2 separate regions of the Strix aluco genome follow, and region 1 is linked to region 2. Evidence: chromatin contacts called from public Hi-C data. All regions are on one chromosome and are shown on one strand. The core of a region is the stretch at or near the end of the contact, and the rest is flanking DNA. Distances in the headings are between cores, read along the strand shown. Region 1 holds the start of DNAJC25 (DnaJ heat shock protein family (Hsp40) member C25). Region 2 holds the start of LOC141918871 (thioredoxin-like).

What was found. Hi-C and Micro-C count contacts between places; a contact is called where the count stands out from the background.
Region 1: a contact with region 2 is called in a Hi-C map of heart, with 5 times the contacts expected there. The contact joins the promoter of DNAJC25 here to the promoter of LOC141918871 in region 2. A contact is called at or near these places in 2 of 2 Hi-C or Micro-C datasets (brain and heart).

Annotation. Positions count from the first base shown.
Region 1 is chrZ:22,953,589-22,960,060 of bStrAlu1.hap1, forward strand. DNAJC25 (DnaJ heat shock protein family (Hsp40) member C25) reads left to right here and starts at 3,181. Exons shown (of 4, transcript XM_074812329.1): 1 at 3,181-3,514; 2 at 5,365-5,517. The coding sequence starts at 3,188. ECPAS (Ecm29 proteasome adaptor and scaffold) reads right to left here and starts at 1,679. Exons shown (of 49, transcript XM_074813706.1): 1 at 1,587-1,679. The coding sequence starts at 1,608.
Region 2 is chrZ:22,822,964-22,829,230 of bStrAlu1.hap1, forward strand. LOC141918871 (thioredoxin-like) reads left to right here and starts at 3,743. Exons shown (of 5, transcript XM_074813759.1): 1 at 3,743-3,968. The coding sequence starts at 3,945.

The DNA.
Region 1 (6,472 bases), core at 1,931-4,430, 130 kb after region 2:
AAGGATGTTATCTACACAGCAGCCCACCAAGAACAAAAAACCCAAAGTGACACACCACACAGAAATGCCTTAGAACTGAAAGCCAATAGCACAAATATGCTCAGAGTATTTCTTCTGCCCTTCCTCTCTGGTGGTTGCCAAGTACTATTTCAGGGCAACCAAAGGCCCTCTCTTTTGGCTGAGTCATGCGTTATCTTGCTACTAACTCGTCACAGTTGTCCAAGAACTAGCTCTACTCCAAGATAGGAAAAGCAGGGAAAAAAAACCCATTCTTTAAAAGTTTCATAGGCCTCTCCAAAGAGAAGCTGATCGCTTACTGTACTGGACTGAGAACGGGGTTTGGATGTGACAAGAATACAGAGCTGGGCTTCCCTTGCCCTGCAGGCTTCGCGGCAGAGGCATGCACCTCCGATTCTGGCTGCTCTCATCGTGTTCCGAGCGCTGCAGAGGCTGAGGATGTGCTTCCATACCTACCGTCGAGACACAGCACTGCACTTGGGGTACCTACGAGGTCTGCACGCGCCCAGGGGTGTTTCGGTGTACGTGACTTTCAAAATGGTTCTGAGGGTAAAGGCTGCGATTGAACAAAGCAGGGCGAGCGCCGGCGGGCAAGGGCTGCGGCTCGCCCTCCCAGGGAGAGGGGCCACAGGGCAGCGGGCTGCCGATGGCGGCACCGGGGCTCTGCCACCCGCCGCCCCAGGCCACGCCGGCGGCCGCCCCCGCCGGCTCCCCCTCGGCGAGGAGCCACCGCCTCCTCCCCGCCGAGCAGGCGGGGCGGCCCCGCAAGGTCACGCCGGCGGCCGCGCCAGGCCGCAGCGAGCCCTCCCCGCCCGTGGAGGGGCCGGGGTTGGGGGAGGCCGCCCCTGCCGCCGCAGCCTTCAGTTTCCGCTTCCCGACATGGCTGCCCAGGGCCGGGCCCGGCCCCGCCGCCAGCCCCGCCAGGGCGGGCCGGGAGCGGGGCCCCGTGGCAGCGGGGGCGCCGCCGAGGAAAGCCCCCGGCCCGGCCCCGCCGCCGCCCCGCGCCCGCTCGCCCCCTCGCGGGGTCGGCGCCCGATCGGGAGCCCCCGGCGCCGCCGCCACTTACTGAGCTCGTCCTGGGCAGCCGCGGCGGCCGCAGCCATGTTGCCAGCTGGGGAGGGAGGGGAGGCGGTGAGAGACGCGCCGCAGCCGCCCGGCCCCGGCCGCTCCCCACCCCCCGCCCCTCTCCTCCGCTGGCGGCTCGGCACAGGCACCGGGCCGGCGGCCGGCTCCCTCCTCCTCCTCCTGCTCCTGCTCCTGCTCCTGCTCCCTCCTCCTTCTTCCTCTCCTCCTCCTCCTCCTCCTCCTCCTCCCTGCGGCTCTCCCCGACGCCAAACGCCGCGGGGGACGGCGGAGTCCGGCGGCGCCCGCCCTCCCGTCACCGCCAGTTTATATTTAGAAAGAGCTGAGCCATCGTCCCCGCCGCCCGCCCCTGCCGCGCACACGCACCGGCCCGCTGGCGCCGCTCGGGCGCGGCGAGGAGCTGTACCGGCCCCCCCCACCCCGCTCCCCGCCCGCGACTCCCGGTGGGTCCCAAGGAGAGGGGCGGCGGGGGGCGGCAGACTGACCCGAGTCCGCGCTGACCTCCATGGCAGCCACGACGCCGCCCGCGCTCTCCGCAGGGGCGGAGGAGGGAAACGGCCCGGGGAGCGGCGCAGCTGCGCCCCCTCTCGGCGGCCGGTGCCGCCAGCAGCTGGCGGGCGACGAGCCCCGTCCACAGCAGGCACAGCCCCGCCCACAGCCGGCACAGCCCCGCCCACAGCCCGGCACAGCCCCGCCCACAGCCGGCACAGCCCCGCCCACAGCCGGCACAGCCCCGCCCACAGCTCGGTACAACCAGCCCGCATCCCGGCACAGCCCGGCCCTAAGGATATTTAGGAATATCTTTTTTTTTAAAATAAAATAGTTCAATACCACTACTGCCGAGCTATTGTAGTCTAAAGTCATTAAAGGGAGAAAACAGCACTGTAAAATACCTTACATGCCGTTTTGGGGTGGCTAAGACTGCGGGAGAAAGGCGTAACCACCACACAGCATCTTCCTCCTGAGTTCATCGGTGCCACGTGTAATCTCGAGCATTTTGGCAAGACGCTAAAACAAGACACCCCTGGAGTATAACTGACAGCAGACAGTGTGGTGCCCATTTGCCAGCTTTTTAAATGCTGCCTGCAGATGGCGTTGGCTCAGCCGGTGACCTCTCACTACAGCTCCAGAGCCAGTTTTCCTGGCAGAAGTGAGCTCCAAGTAACACACTGTCAAAGAACTAGCTTCCTTCTCACTCAAAAAACAAACAAAAAAAAGGGTGACAAATGGCCATGGACAATTTGTTAAGCTGAAGATCTGAGGAGTAGAACATCAGCCCCCAATGCTGAGAGGCTGGACTCTAACAAGCTGCAAAGAGGTCGAATTTTTTTGAGGAAGAAGTCCTGGGACTCACCCATGTCTCAAGGAAATTATAAACATTTATTAATGTAAAAAGGAGACAGACAGAGGAGTCTGTAAGTATAAGACACATACTCATTTCTAGCAGAAGAACAGCATGTGTTCTCCGATGAGCTAAGTATTTCTGGGGTAGATGTTTCCAGCATCAAGCATAAATCTGATTTTCCTGGAAAGGGATATCGAGGTAACGTTCCTCCCAGTTATACTGAAGCAGAGGAGTAGTCCTTGTTTCAAAACAAGTCTTTGGTTAAAACAGATCAAAGGTGGCAGACCTGCTATAGCAGCTGTGAGGCCAAATGTCCGCTTTAAAGGACTTTAACACTCTTTCCTTTGCCACCATCATCAAGCGCAGCCGTATGTACACCAGGCCACGGCCGCCGCAGGCGTGTTGCCCGACATGCCTTCTGCGGGGCCTGCCGTACGGATGGATGGGCGAGTGTTGTGGGGCTGCCGGTGACACCGGCTGGTCCGGCACGGAGCAGGCAGCGAAACCCCGGCCCCGCGCGAGCGAGCTCCAATTAAACATCGGTCCGGGCCGCACTTCCAGAGAGGCTCCCGGGAAAAGACAACGAGCGGCCGCAGCCCGGAGGAAGCCGGGAAAAACCCCGGCCTGGCAAGACCCGGCTCCCCCCCCGCCCGCCCCCCGCCGGCCCCCCCGGGCCGCGCGCGCAAGGCGCCTGCGCAGGGGGCGTGGCGCGGCGGTTGCGGGGGCGGCGGCGGTAGCGAAATGGCGGCGGCGGCAGCGGGCGGCCGGGCAGTGCCGGCGCGGCGGCGGTGGTGGCGGCTGCTGCTGTGCCTGTGGGTGTGCGCGGCGCTGCTCCCGCGAGCGGCGCGGGGTTTGACCGAGGGCTTGTACTGCGGGCGGCGGGTATGCTACGAGGTGCTGGGCGTCAGCCGGCAGGCCAGCAAGGCGGAGATCGCCCGCGCCTACCGGCAGCTGGCCCGCAAGTACCACCCCGATCGCTACCGCGGGGAGCCGGCCGCGCCGGGCGGCGGCCCGCAGGCGGCGCACGAGAAGTTCCTCCTCATCGCCACCGCCTACGAGACCCTCAAGGTGAGAGAGCGGGACAAGCCGCCGCGGCCGGAGCCGCTCCGGTAAGAGACAGTGCGGGGGGCGCGGCGGCGGGCCGGGGAGCGGGGCGGGCGGCAGGCGGGCTGGGCAACCGGCCCCGCGTCGCGGCTACCCGCGCCGCCGCATGCCTCGGCGGTCTCCTGTCGGCGGCCGGGTGGGTAGGTGCGGGGCTGGGGCGGAGGCCGTGCGGGGCTGGGGTGGAGGCCGGCCGGGACACGCTTCGCGCACCGCTCGTTTACCGCTTCCCTGTCTTGGGCAACGGGCAGCTCGCGCCTGAGCAGCGGGCAGCGAAGTTACGCAGTCGCGTGTTGCGAGAAGAAAAGTCGCGGCTTTAGAAGAACCCTGAAAGGTATGTAACCCCCGCCGAGCCTCGCTCGACGGATACGACTCACGTGTGGCGTCTGTGTCTGAAGCGTCCATCAAGAGATCCGGCTTAAACACCGGCGCTCTGCCCGGCTTTGGCCCTGCACCTGGCCGACACTCGCAGGTGTCTCTTCCCCCGGAGAGGCAGAGAGCCTCTCAGGTTTGCACCCGGTGGTGTGCATCGCGGGTGGCTCTGCAGCTTCGGCTCGGCAGTCCTTGGTGTGCACTTAGCTGCCTTGCCTCCTACCAGCAGTCAGGGAGGGGAAAAAAAAACCCTAAAATCCTTCTTCAGTAGCCAGTCCAAGAGTGCAGGGGGGAGGATACAGTTCTCTTGACAGTCCCTCCGTACTTAGGAGTTGTTGTCCTCTTTGACAGTCCCTCCGTACTTAGGAGTTGTTGTCCTCTTTGACAGTCCCTCCGTACTTAGGAGTTGTTGTCCTCTTTGACAGTCCCTCCGTACTTAGGAGTTGTTGTCCTCTTTGACAGTCCCTCCGTACTTAGGAGTTGTTGTCCTCTTTGACAGTCCCTCCGTACTTAGGAGTTGTTGTCCTCTTTGACAGTCCCTCCGTACTTAGGAGTTGTTGTCCTCTTTGACAGTCCCTCCGTACTTAGGAGTTGTTGTCCTCTTTGACAGTCCCTCCGTACTTAGGAGTTGTTGTCCTCTTTGACAGTCCCTCCGTACTTAGGAGTTGTCCTCCGTCTGTATTTAAAATGAACCAACTGGGCTTTGTCTTAAAGGTATACCTTTCAACAAAAAAGTAACAGTGACTTGGAGTATTATATGAGATCTGTAAGGGAAGCTTATCAGGGCAAAATGTGTGGCTTGGCAAAGATGAAACTCAGGAATGGACGAATGACTCTTGAGTGTTTCAAGGCTGCAAGGGAGAAAAAAAATGAACTTTTTTGGAGGTAGAAAATGAATGCAGTTGAGGCTGACAAAATTCAATTTCTCATCTCTTAATTACATGGGTGAAAATGAGAAACTCTGAGAAGATGAGAACAATGAGATTTTGAAATGGCCTTTCATTGGATAGATTCCACAGTCCTGTAAGCTAATTCTAAAAGTTTTGTCAAACAGTCTCTTAATAGCTTCTTCATCTGAAAAGCTTTTCCTGAGTAATATTTATTAACTCTAGTCTATCTGGATTTCCCATTCTGAAGTTAAAAATACTTATTATGTGGATCTCAGTTGCCTGTCTTTATTTCAGTATTAAATGTCTTCATGCAGTGTGTGTTTATGCATTTAAGACCACGTATGTCAGATGTCTGTGGACAGATGAGTGTGAGAACAAATTAATTGAGAATATGAGAAAAGGATCAAAGGTTTTCCCCTGTGCTTCATCCTCTAGTTGGGCTATTGCCAATTCTATAGCAGCATGGTCATTAGTGAGATGTAGAACACAGCTATAACAGAGTAAGTGAAAACAGGAGTCTGAACCTATGTGTGTTTTTTTTGTCTCATCCTGCAGGATGAAGAAATGCGTAAAGATTACGACTATATGTTGGATCATCCTGAAGAGCATTACAGGCATTATTATCACTACTACAGCAGGAGATTGGCACCTAAAGTGGATGTCAGGATAGTGATTCTAGTTGCAGTGTGTGCCATCTCTGTGTTTCAGGTAAAATTTCATGTTTATGTGACACTGCTTATTGAGTTTCTGAATGGGAAGAGAAGTATCTGCAGCCCTTATAACATGCCAGGTATTGAACAGTGTCTGTGAGGAGGCCTGCTCCTGTCTGCTGTGGTAAACTGCTGTGTGGTGTCCATAACACATCTGAAGTCAGGATCTACTGAGCAGAGTTTTGACTGCCCTTGGTACCTTGGGCAAAAGTAGAGATAAGTTTCTTTTAATGGTAGGGTATTTCATAGAGAGAAGTGCAGCTTTTCTAAGGAAGTTACTTAGTTCTTCATGGCAGACTCAGAATAGCGTGTTCCTGAGCACCGGCAGGACTAGTGCTCCAAATAAGCATGTGTCAGTTTGTCAAGCTGCATAAATAACTCTTTAAAGAACAGTCTAATTGCAAACTAAATTCAAGACTCCATTCACATGATGGGACTGCATATAAGGAATTTACTAATATGTGAATCTTACATTGCAGCATATTTTAAACACCACAATGAAGTCTGGAGAGAAGTGAATTTGGTTCAGGAAAGCTTGCTCTGAAGGTGATAGATCCAAGGTCAAGAAAACGGCCTGTGTATTAGATATGAGCTTGTGCTGTTGCTGACAAATACTTAAGTGGAAGAAGATGCATAACTCTCTTTTCTTAGGAGTTATTAGATTACTGGTTCAAAATGTCATTAAAAATACACCAAAAGTTTGAGATGAAGATACAGTTTATTCTGTGGTGCAGATTATCCCACTAAAAAGTGAGCTTTGGAATTTAAAACAAATACATTGATCAGAATTTGAGAGCTTGGAATAATAAATTCCAATGGCATATGCAGCCAAATACTTAATTTTCCTTCATATGTACTTCCAATGGCAGAGTTTCATTTCACCTCTTCTTTCTTTGGCTGTAAGAGGAGATGCTCACTTTTCCTGCAGTCCAGCTGCAAGGTGATTGCAAATT
Region 2 (6,267 bases), core at 2,493-4,992:
AGTACAAAAAACCAGATGCCTTCTATCACAGGAGCTTTAAAGATGATTAAAAGAGGTCAAATTTTCATTGAATTCCTACCTGGATGTTTGTGAGGGTCGTGGCATGTGTAGGCTCTCGAAAAATACAGCCCTTTCTACTGGCCTACATCTCAGTGGTGCTGACTAATTTAGACGTGCCAACTTTCTTTCCCACTGTCTTTCTACACATGAAAGGAGTGTAGCAATTCATTCTTATCATGCATGGGTGGCATAAGCATTCATCAATGTCTCCAGAGCTTTTGCAAGAGATACTGTCTAAGGACTGACTTCTGAAGCCTTCACTGCACTTCTACTCTGTCCTTCCTTGAGCCACATTCTCTGACTTTAAGGAGCAAGCGAAACCTTGTTCCTGAAGGGTAAGGATGTGTCTTTAAAAGTGTTTCCTGGTTCCCCCCTGCATTTGTCAAGAGCCATCTATTGGTTCACTGTCCTATCAAGTGACTCCTGGGTATGACATGGCATACACCAATCCGCTGAAGCACAGAGTTTGTTTAATCTCCAACTTCCCCACAGTTGACTTGCATATTTTTAACAGCCACATTTCATCTCTGGCGGCTCAAGAGAGAGAAGTTTGTTGCATTTATGGCCTTGAGGAAGGTGGGTGGGAGTGGGGGTGAGAAGAAAAGGCCCCCATAGTTGAATGACTCTGTGTGTGTGACAGCTGTAATACTGTCGAGTTAAACAATGAGACACTCCATAATTTAAAAAAAAAAAAAAAAAAAAAAGGACAAAACTAATAAGGGTGTGCTTTCTGGGTGTGGGTTTTTTTTTTTTTCCCAGAGGACCCACATTCCTCTGTATGATTTATGTTATGGGCTGTCCTGATAGTAACTAGTGCACTCTAAGAATCAAGCGCAGATCACATAAATTATATTACTGTCCAGTTATTTTAGGCATTCCTACAACAATCCCACAGCAACATTTTGAACTTCAAACTGCTGTCTGCCTAAGCTTGTACTTGACTGTAAGCACACCAGGATGCAAATGGCCACAGGCAGGATCTGAGGACAGGGGGCATGTAGGCACCTCTCCTCATAGTTCACAAAGGGTTTATCCACCCACGCTCACCCATAGAAAGCAGCTCTAAGGAATTTATTTTCTCGGTGAGTTGTTTCCTTCCTTTGCTTGCGCCAGCTTCTGCAAGAGATGTGCAATGCTGAGCTGAGCTGGGGCATTTTGGAGCTGGGTTTTGAAGGTAGTCTTGGTTTCTCTATTGTTTTATCCTGCCCAGCAGCAGGTTTCAAAACAAGGTGTGTTGGCTGAGAAGGCTTTCCTGCCTTCCCTCTGCTGAACCAGCAGCAGCACCTGCATCTCCCCAAAGCAGCATAGGGCACATACACCAGCTGCCTCTGTCTGCCACAGGGGCACATGGACAAAAGCACAGAGGGGATCAGCTGGAAGAAAAAGCAAAAGCCAAAACCTACCAAGCCCTCGTGGCACTGCTTCTCATCCACAGACATCCTAGCTCCTCTGGTGTTGCCACCAGAGAAAAAAAGGGATGCTTATGGCATGGTACAGGCAGGGGAAAGAGCGTGGAGAGCAGCACCCAAAAGTGTTTTGAGTAGGCAAAACCAGGTCTGGAAAGGCCTAGGCAGTAGTTTTACCCCCAAGCAGGGAGAACAGAGAAGGGGACAGCACTGCAGAGTCAGAAAAGAGAGTCCAGAGATTGTTGTGGTTATGCTGCTGTAGTAAGCCACACACTTAATAAACTTCCAAAATAAAACCTGACTTACTCTCAGTACAAATTTCCAACCTAAGAGATCACCAACACAAATCCCATGGGGCAAGCTTTGAGTCTGTGAGGGATGTTACTACCTTTTCAGTGTCCACCACAAAACAAAGCAACATATGAGGGCACATCCTGTTGGGATGGGTTGGTACCTGTATCCAAGCCAAACCATCTTCTATTTTCTTTCTTTCTTTTTTTTTTTTTTTTTTTTTTTTATGAAGAAGCATCTTTTTATCCAGGACTCCCACGAAGTGTTCCCATCCTCTGCTCAGTTGCATATCCTAGCACAAACCTTCAACAGGCTGGTATCGTGGCTGCTAAAGCCTGCAGAAATACCCCATTCATGTCACACCCAGCACCAAGTATCCCAAAACCTCATACCACGTTTCCTGTTTCCTGCATAGTGGGAGCTGGAATCAGTAACCCCATACTCCAAAATTGAATCCTACCAGCCCAACAGAAGGAAAGGACAGCTGCGACAGCCCCATTTTACACTCTTGCACTCTGGGACAGGCAGTAGTGCAGCAGCGTGCAGTAGAACAAAACAGCTTTCCAAAACACAAAGAAATAAATGAGATAAATGGAAATTTAAGTTTCCACGACAGTCTTCTCCGCTGGGAAAGCTGAAAGGAATTGTTTCTGTGAGGACTATTTCTGGTCCTGGCTGTCTCCCTCCAAGAGGGGAACTACTAAAGATGCTCAGAGTGTCTCTAGTCATCTAGTCCAGTGGTTCTCAATCTGTGGTCCACTGACCCCTGGGGGACCGTGATGTCGACACAAGGGGTCCACAGAGGCTTAAAGCAGGGGTAAAGAACACAGGGGTGAGGTCCAGCCCGGAAATATTTGGTCTGGCCCGCGGCAAGCACGGCGCTTCCTTTTCCCACAACCCCCTCCCCTCCATGCTCCTTTCATACTCAAGCACATACCCCCGCCTGCCCTGATGCACTAGTATATTTGGTGCTAGTATGGTTGATGGGACCCACTTTACCTAGGTCGTTTTTCTCTTAAAGACATTTTCTTAACCCAACAGCCCTCTTTAGGGACACAACAGGGCTGAATTCTGTTCCTCCAAGTGGTGGCCCTGGACGCGTAAAGAAAAATATATGGTGACTTAACACAGACAAACAAGGGGGCAGGCGAAAAGAATTGTAAAAACTTTTCATCAAATTTGAATGTAAAAATTGGCATCAAATTTGGAATTAGCACGTTAAAATGCCATAAAATGGGCCATTTGTGCAAGAAGAGTGTTGATGCTATTATTTTAAATTCACATGGAATCACTGCAATAAAAATGAGTGTGTGCATTACAGAGTAATTTATTTCCCCTTCTCTCCAAATTGAAGACTCTTCATGAGAAAATGGAAACAAATATTTGATGCAGTCTAGTGTTTTAAATCTTGAATTAAGTCTTGGTGGTCCACGGCCACAAAAGGTATTAAAAGGGGGTCCGTGGTGAAGGAAAGGTTGACAACCCCTGCTCTAGACTGACGTTAGTGTTTCCCAGGGGCCAAGCACCGCTCCTGTCAGCACTTCTGCGCTGCCGAAACGCTGCAGCCCTCAGAGGAGGCACCGTGCTCCGCTCCCCCATCCTGGGCTTTTTTTTTTTTTCGCGGGGGGGGTGGGGGGGCGCGGAACAAGGCTCTGGGAATAGGAAGGAGGAGGAGTAGGGAAACCGTGCGATCCACGCGAGGGACGGTGCCTCCGAGATACTTCCTGCTCATCGTTACACAGCACTTTTTCCACAGCTGCTGGGCCATTTTGTTGGGTTTTTTTCTTCCCCCTTTTTGGTGGCGGCGGCGCCGCCGCTTCCCGCCGGCAGGGCCCGGCCGCGCGGATCTCACCCGCCCGCGCTGTAGCCGCAGCGCCCCCCGCCGGGCGCGCGCCCACCCCCCACGGCCCGCGCCACGGGGCGGGGAAGCGGGGAAGGGGGGGGGAGGAGGAGGGGGAGGAGGAGGGGGCAGCCGCCGCGCATGCGCGGCGCGGCGCTGGGCATATAAGCGGGACGCGGGCGGGAGCTCCCTGAGGCGGCCGGAGGTGGACGAGGGGACCCTGTGGACCGGACCGAAGACGAGCGACAGCGCTTAGCTCGCTGTTTAGCCGCCGGCCCTGAGCCGTCGCTCCGCGGACCCTGAACCGTCGCCCCGCCGACCTTCAGCCCCGACACCGAACCGTCATCATGGTGAAGCAAGTAGAAAGCCTGGTGAGTCCGTTAAGCGCCCGGCGGCCTTTCCCGGGCGGTGCGGGCCTGCCGCGGCCGTTGGCGCCGGGCGGTGCGGGCCTGTCTCGGCCGCGCAGGTCGCGGCGAGTAGCGTTTCTTCCTCCGTTCTGGGTGTGGCGGCCGCCGGCACCGGGCGAGGCGGCCCCGGCCTTTCGCCCTGAGAGGGGAGGGGGGGTGGGAAAGGCGGCGAGGTGAGCATCGTCTCCTGGGCGGGAGGAGGGGGGAGCGGGCCTGCTGGGCCGCTCTGGCGCTCCCGGGCGCCGGGAGGAGCTGGGGCGAACAGGTGCCACTCCTCGGCCGCCTTGGACCCCGGTGAGGCCTTGGCCAGCGGAGGCGGGCGGGCGGGTGACAGCCCGTGTGCGCTGGGGACACAGTATGGGTCCTGGCGCTGCCCGGGCGGGAGCAGCCTGTCTCACTGCTGCAGCATGGAAAGGGTGGGGACACACTCACACCAAGGGGAGGGAACAAATACTCGTACGACCTAAGGCTTCAGATAGTCCTAATGAGAAGGGAGATGATGTAATCTCACATCATGACAAATCGTTGTTCATTTCCCTTTAAAATCTTAACGAAACGTCATGTTTTATTTCTCAAGCTGGTAACAGGGTACTGTGATATCTTAATTTAGAAGTCCCGGCTCACCTTACCTACTGCCAGTGTGTAGGTGACCAGGTGGCTTTCTTAGTAGAGATCAGCCAAAGTTCTATTGTGTTTCTGGATAGGAGTTCGTGAAAAACATTAATCCATCTTTCTTGGCTTGAAAGGAGTGACTAGAGCTCATTCCTGTACTTAAATAACAGGTGTTGCTGGCATAAGTATTTCCCTTATTATGGTGCTGTCTGACTTATGCAGTACACTAATGCAGCACCTCATTGTTTGGGTGGTACTGTGAATGCAAACAAGTCTGTGGCTTTGTGATACAGAATAGTAATAAAGTCTAGACCAACACATGGAGAATACTCTGGCTGGTGATGAAATAGTACGTAGTCTTGTGCACAGCAGCTGCTGACATGGTTGATAGACAACAATAGAGTATTTGGTAGCTGTAATTTATGAACCCAAATCTCCAAAAATATTCTCTGGGCAAACTCTGAGCTCCTCATTCTGGGAAAAATCGTGTTGGGCTAGTCTTGCATTTGGAACTTGAAATTCAGTTGAAGTGTTAGTTTGATCTGATTGTGAGGGTCCTGTGAGTGATGCTGCATGGGATCTAAGTTTGTCTTCTAGGCTATACTCCTTAGTCAGTTCACTCTGGGAAAGCTTTCAGGACTTTTCTCCCTAGTTCAGTATTTTAAGTTGCAAGAATAAGCACCTTCGGACCTTGCATCTCTTTTTACTCTTCCACAACAATTTTAGCTGATACTGGAGATGACTGATAGGGTAACACTGGATTGTAGTCAGGACCAGGTCTCCAGTGGTGTGTGGTGAGTGACCAGCTGTAGGTATTACACCCTCCCACTTTCCCCTTGTTCTGTGCAATAGCAAACCTGAGGTGTGTGGCCATATGATGAGCACATCCCAGTACTGGACTTCTTGTTGCAGAATACAGTAATTATGCAGCTGGACAGAAGACAAGGGTAAGAAGGGATAGTCCAACTGGCAGGTGCAGCAAGTGGAATTGGTAAAGAGCTGGTGATGTTACAGTGCAGAGGTTTTAGAAGTTACACTAAAAAAACAAGCTGTAGGATTTGAAGGTGGGGAGGAGGGAGGCTTAAATGAGGAACTTACAGTGTAAGTAGTTGCAGGGAGCAGCTAGTATGGATTGCTGTACAGGGACCTTGAACTTTGTTGGTGGGAATGGGGTGCTTTTGTGATTGGGGTGCAGGAATGCATAATGTCCCAGTTCAGGAGTGGAGGGGAATGCAGAGAGACAGGAAAACTTATGGTTCCCATCTCTTTCAGACTGAGAGTCTCTTAAGTGGTGTAGAGCAGGGGTTCTCAACCTTTCCTTCACCATGGACCCCCCTTTTAATACCTTTTGTGGCTGTGGACCACCAAGATGATTCAAGATTTAAAACACTAGACTGCATCAAATATTTATTTCGCTTTTCTCATGAAGGGCCTTCAAGTTTGGAGAGAAGGGAAAACAAGTTAATCCGTTAATGCACACACTCCTATTATAATATCTTTATTGCAATGATTTCTGCTTTCCGTGGGCCAGACCAAATGTTTCTGGGCTGGATGTTCCTCACCCCTGCTTTAAGCCTTCATGGACCCCCTGTGATGACATCATGCCCCCCCAGGGGTCTGTGGACCAGAGGCTGAGAACCACTGGTGTAGG